2 separate regions of the Mus musculus genome follow, and region 2 is linked to region 1. Evidence: chromatin contacts called from public ChIA-PET data. All regions are on one chromosome and are shown on one strand. The core of a region is the stretch at or near the end of the contact, and the rest is flanking DNA. Distances in the headings are between cores, read along the strand shown. Region 1 has its middle 23 kb from the start of Satb1. Region 2 has its middle 19 kb from the start of Gm19585.

Region 1 (2,700 bases), core at 142-2,641:
TGCATGAGTCCCTGACCTGAATGAGTGACTGACGGAATGAGTCATAGGACAGCAGAGTAGAAAAGAGACTGAAAACAGGGAAGGAGGACTTCCGCTCTGAAAATGTGACCTAGAGCTAAGAGTCTGGAATGCAGATGTGGTTTCCCGGAAGGGGAGAGGCAGTATGGCCTGTGAGCTGGCAGCAGTCAGCAATCTTATCTCTAGGAGTTTAAAAGAAATGTAACCCCTCACTTATAACCGAATGTGCTTCTCAGGGTGAGAACAGCACACTGTGTTTTTAGCACTTTCTCTGGGTTAGGTTGTGTTGTAAATCCCACACTAATGCAAGTTCTAGCATGAAAGATCAAGGTCATATTTCTAGGATCTCCATGCAGGAGGTTATATCTAAGAGATACTTGCTGTACTATGAGGCTATGGCTTAGGACAACTCAAGTTTCAGGCTCCAAGTTGCAGTATGTAGTTAGTCCATACATAAGAATATCCCAAGTTCAAACAAAAGACACATGGGAATGTTAGCAAACACACTAGATTTTGGACCCCAGAGTTGACGTTTTTAGTTTTCTAATTCCAAATAATGTCCACATAATCACCTAGGCCCAGAGTGGATAGGGAATAACCTGGCCCTGGGGAACTGGATGTCTGTGGCATCTGGTAAAGATGGAGTTTCAGTAGAAATAAGAGAGACCCCAGCCTTCCTGACCCTGTAAGACACTAAGTGCACAGAACCACTGAAATCAAGTAGACACCTGCTCCTAACAGGCCCTGCAGAACACACTCGAGGGTGGGAAGCAGGGTCACATTTCCTGGAAGAGAAATGAGCTTCCAGGAAAACTTTTATCCTACTGGGAAAATGAGTCATGACAAAACGATTTATGATGAGTGATTGTGTGGGACACCGAGAGAGCAGGTGTGAGCAGCTGAGGTTGATACAGTGACACATCCAGACCAGTAAGGTGATAGGCATCCCAGGAACTTATACTGCCCTGGAATTATAGCTTTGTTCCAGCACACCCAACTGAGAAAGACTTGAAGGACAGTCTGGGTCAAAGAAGGGTAGCTGGTCCCTATGTGACGCCCTACCACCTAAACCTGGCGAGAAAGCACGGTGAAAGTATAAAAATTACTACAGTTAATCTTGATTGTCAAAAGCAGCTAGCAACATAGGTCTGGAAAGCCTGCTCAAAAAGCAGATTTTCAGTTAGGTGTTGTAGTGGGCCTGTAATCTCAATCCTCAGGAGACTGAGGCAGGGAAGTTATTAGTTCTAGGTCAGCCAGGGTCCCATCTCAGACCCATTGCAAAGAAAATGAAACAAACAGCAAAAACTAACGTCTAGGAAGGGGGTGAGAAAGGAAGGAAGGTTCTTGAGCCACACCCTAGACCTACTGTCTCTGAACTGCACATGGCCAAGGGCCCTGGGTGACTTGTGTGCACGTCAGTAGTGATTACCTTAGGAAGCCTTCACCTAGCAATCGGCATCCCCTAGTAAGGTTACACAGTACATAAGGTGGTTACTCTGCAGGCTGATCAGCTCTGAAGCTGAAACCAGATCAGCCCTCCTGGAAAGCATCAGGAAGATTAAACTCATAGCCCAGGCAGAGAGAGAGAGAGAGAGAGAGAGAGAAAGAGAGAGAGAGAGAGAGAGAGAGAGAGAAGAGTAAATGGTACCACTTAACTAAGAGGGAACTCCTGCCTCCGGCAAGCAAGTTAGAACATGCACCAACTTGGCCATGATAGCTAGGAACTGTGTGGTGAGACTGAACTAGCAAGCTGCTCACTTAGTAACTATGTAACTAGAATCTAAGGATTCTAAACTGATGTGGGCTCCAAAAATGGGTTGAGCTTGGGAAAGTGGAGCCATAAGTCGTATGGGTAAACAGCAGCAAAAAAACCCTATCTACTAACGGTGCCATCTTGCCATCTTGGTCCCTAAAGAAAGCTCCATTTCCTATTTCTCTTTACCTGATCTGAATTCCTTAGGCCCAGTTCTGGAGTCGCGCAGGGACAATAAACATTTAATTAATAGTTCCATTCTCCTGCAGCCTGAACATAGTTGGTTCACTTTGAGCTTTCAAGCCAGATGTTGTTAAAGTCAAACATGCTTCCGACTCTCAATCTCGGAGGGCTTGTTAAAACACAGTTTGTTGGGCCTCCTCCCAGGGTTTCTGATTCAGTATATCTTGGGTGGAGTCCTAGAATTTACATTTCTAATAAGTTCCCAGATAGTGTTGATAGGTCTGGTCCACAATTCAAACTCCAACACCTCCAGTGCAACCCATTTGGAGTTGAATTCCTAGCCGCCAAGGGCAGTGGCTTAGTAAAGCTTTGGGATGATAATTCTTAAACTGATTTGTCTTCCCAGTTGGTTGTGAACCACGTATGGTAGGTAAACTGTGCCACAAGGAACTTACCATGCCAGTTCAACACACCCAAACTGGGCTGTGCCCTAATCACTCATGCATGTCCTCTGATAAAGAATAAGGATGTCTTGACAATATCAATCTGTAGCAGAACTAACCTTCCTTCCTTCCTTTCTTTCATTGTATATTTTTTATTACGATTTATTTTACTTAAATGAGTACACTGTCACTATCTTCAGACATATTAGAAAGGGCATCAGACCCCATTATAGATGGTTGTGAGCCACTATGTGGTTTCTGGGTATTAAACCCAGTGCCTCTGGAAGAGCAGTCATTGTTTTT
Region 2 (2,700 bases), core at 124-2,623, 310 kb after region 1:
GTGTGTGTGTGTGTGTGTGTGTGTGTGTGTGTGTGTGTGCAATTTACTGGAGGCATCTGCCCTTTCCTTCCATTTGATAGTTCCTGGAGGGAGAACTCAGTGCCTCAGGCTTGGCAGAATGTACCTTTACCCACTGAGCCATATTCAGAAGAGTCACCATGACAAGGGATGTGAATGATCAAGACACCATGCTCTGGCCTTGCTCATAGTGGCTTTCACTGCAGCTTGGTCAGATCTCTTGCTGACAGAAGCATTCAGTTCTCCGCTGTGACATGTGTTCATAGTAACCTGTTTCCCTGTAAAGTGACAGGGTGGGTTCTCGGGGGATCTGACAATAGAGGGAACACCGTACCAAGTTGGATTTGTTTGTCTCCTTATCCCCACTATATTACGTTGTCCAAGCTCCTATCGTTATGTATCTTTTTACACAGCCCATATAAATGATTTCAGGCCATTTTCTTTAAGAAAAACTAATGCCTCTGGCAATTTTCAGACAACTAACATAATCATTAAAAAAAAAGAAGAGTAACAAAAACATAGAACGAAGGCTAGGCTTTTAAAATGTTATAAAAACAGACTTCATTTCCAGTTTCCTAAGGGTTATCATAGGAGCGGTAGGTTTTGGTGACTATAAAAATGAGGGAAATACATTGGAGGTGGCATCTGAAAACAATGTGCTAAAAAGCTTTTTAAGCAGGCATTTTACGCAGAGTGGATACCCAAAATGGGATTTAGAGGATTTGAGGGGGATGTGTTTCTTGGCATTTAATGTTCAAGGAGTAAGCATGGAAAAAAATGGGCGAGTTGGTTCAAAGAATTTTGGAGAGAAATGGTACATTATCAGAGGGAGAGCTGGGAGGGTGGAGCAATGGCTTTAAATATTTTGACTTGAAGAGTTACCTCCTTTTACATGCATTCAATCTCAAATGACTGTCTTTGCCCAACGCTACCCCCATCCCACATTAGTGAGGTCTGTACTTGTGGACTTCTGGTATTAGAAGAGACTTATATTTAATAGTTTGTAGTTTGGTTGGTTTCAAAGGATGAGCAACCCAGTTCCCCTTTTCCTAACCCAGGGGCATCTGTGCGTTCCTCCCACCAGCCACTTCAAACCAGTTTCTCCTTGCTCTTCTGTATTTTGGTTAATGTAGCCGTCACTTGCGTAGTCACTGGACATGAGACCACAGCATTGTCTGACCTCACGTTTGTGATATCATACTGAATGACTGTTCAGATACTGAAGTGGGCAGGTATTCCTCAGAACTGAGCACGGGTGAAGCAGCCAAGAATTGCACTCTCATGCACAGTCTGTCTCTGCAGCATGTAGGTGGGCCCCAGATCCTGTATTCTCAAAAAGCTCCAGTGGTTGCCACATTTCTGTGGTGATGGTTTCATCATGAGGAGCAATGCATGATGTGTAAGGAATGTGGTTGGCTTTATGTTCACGTCACTCCTCCTTTCTGTGCCCTGTTTTGGAGATGTCCTCAGACCACTTGGACTAGAAGGATGATACTAAGTGTATTACTGCCAGTAATTGTTTTTAAAGGAACGAAATGAAAAATATTTTGAGAACTTCCCTAAGCACACACACACATGCACCCCGCAAAACCCCCCTCCCCCAATACACACACACACTCACACGGAGAGGAAGTGGCACTCAATTGTACTCTGACAGCTGTTTGCATCTCTTTCTGTTAACCATTGTTACATGCTTTCTTCAGTCATAATTTGTCCCTGCAACTGTTTTTGAGGGTTCAACTACATGTGAGATTCTAAGCTACACTCAGGGAGTGAAAACAATTTCATATCATCAGTTTACAGACTTGTGTAGGAAAACAGTCAAGTAAAAAGAAAGGGACAGTGACGTGGATACTCTCCTTCTCCTAGAACACTCTTCACGCTGTTCTAAATGACCCAGACCTTCATGGATGCACATGTTATGATGCTGAATGGGTCTCCGTAACAGTCTGATTATGTAGTGATGCCTCCTTAAATGTGAAGACAGATCTTGGCCTTTATTCATGTCTAGATGGGTGCATTTCATGTAGAAGTACTTGAGGTTGTGTGAGCCATCGAGGGGTTCTATATCGACATGTCTATTCTGGTTCTGTGGAACATCTGTGGTCACATTGTGATCTCTATAAATTCCACTTTCAATGACCAAATACGTATTAGACAAACTTTCCAAATGAAAGGACATCCATTATTAGTTATGATTAACTTATTAAATGTGTGTGTGTGCTCGCTCGAGTATGGATGCATATTTGTGCGTAAAAATGTAGGTGCAATTATACAATGGCAAACATGCTGATGTCTAATGGTAACTTTTAGGATCCCTCCCCTTCCACCTTGGAGAGGGAGGCAGTATCTCTGAAAAATGAAGTGTAAAAATTTGCACAGCAGTGAACGGACTTAGAGTGTATAATACTAAGCAAGATCATAATACACTCTCAAAGAGAAACAAGCTGTAATTCTCTGTCATATGTAGGATCCAGCCAATTATTTATGTACATATGTGACCAAATGTACATGAGGGTATAGGAGAATGTGAAGAGAGGAGAACACAAAAGATTAAATATAAGGAGATGAGGAAGGCTATAGACACGAAATATGAAAAAGAAGATAACATTAATTGTTTTACTAGCTCTAACTCTGTCATGAAATTGTTTTCTTTTATTTGTTTTGTTTTTTGATAGAGAA

The links. ChIA-PET counts read pairs in DNA pulled down with a chosen protein or histone mark.
Region 2: a contact with region 1 is called in an RNA polymerase II ChIA-PET map of effector CD8 T cells, with 9 read pairs. The contact joins two enhancer-like sites. A contact is called at or near these places in 1 of 15 datasets of contacts at CTCF or cohesin (CD8 T cells) and 5 of 115 datasets of contacts at active chromatin or transcription factors (CD8 T cells, DN3 thymocytes, Th17 cells and 2 more).

Annotation. Positions count from the first base shown.
Region 1 is chr17:51,854,045-51,856,744 of GRCm38.p6, forward strand. No RefSeq gene overlaps it. Among named protein-coding and RNA genes, the nearest start is that of Satb1, 23 kb to the left of the region's middle. Within about 2 kb of position 1,392, at least 24 of the 459 cell types and tissues checked have an H3K27ac peak or open chromatin away from gene starts, as enhancers often do. A contact at or near this core is called in CD8 T cells, effector CD8 T cells and regulatory T cells, where this site is marked.
Region 2 is chr17:52,167,133-52,169,832 of GRCm38.p6, forward strand. No RefSeq gene overlaps it. Among named protein-coding and RNA genes, the nearest start is that of Gm19585, 19 kb to the left of the region's middle. Within about 2 kb of position 1,374, at least 82 of the 459 cell types and tissues checked have an H3K27ac peak or open chromatin away from gene starts, as enhancers often do. A contact at or near this core is called in CD8 T cells, effector CD8 T cells and regulatory T cells, where this site is marked.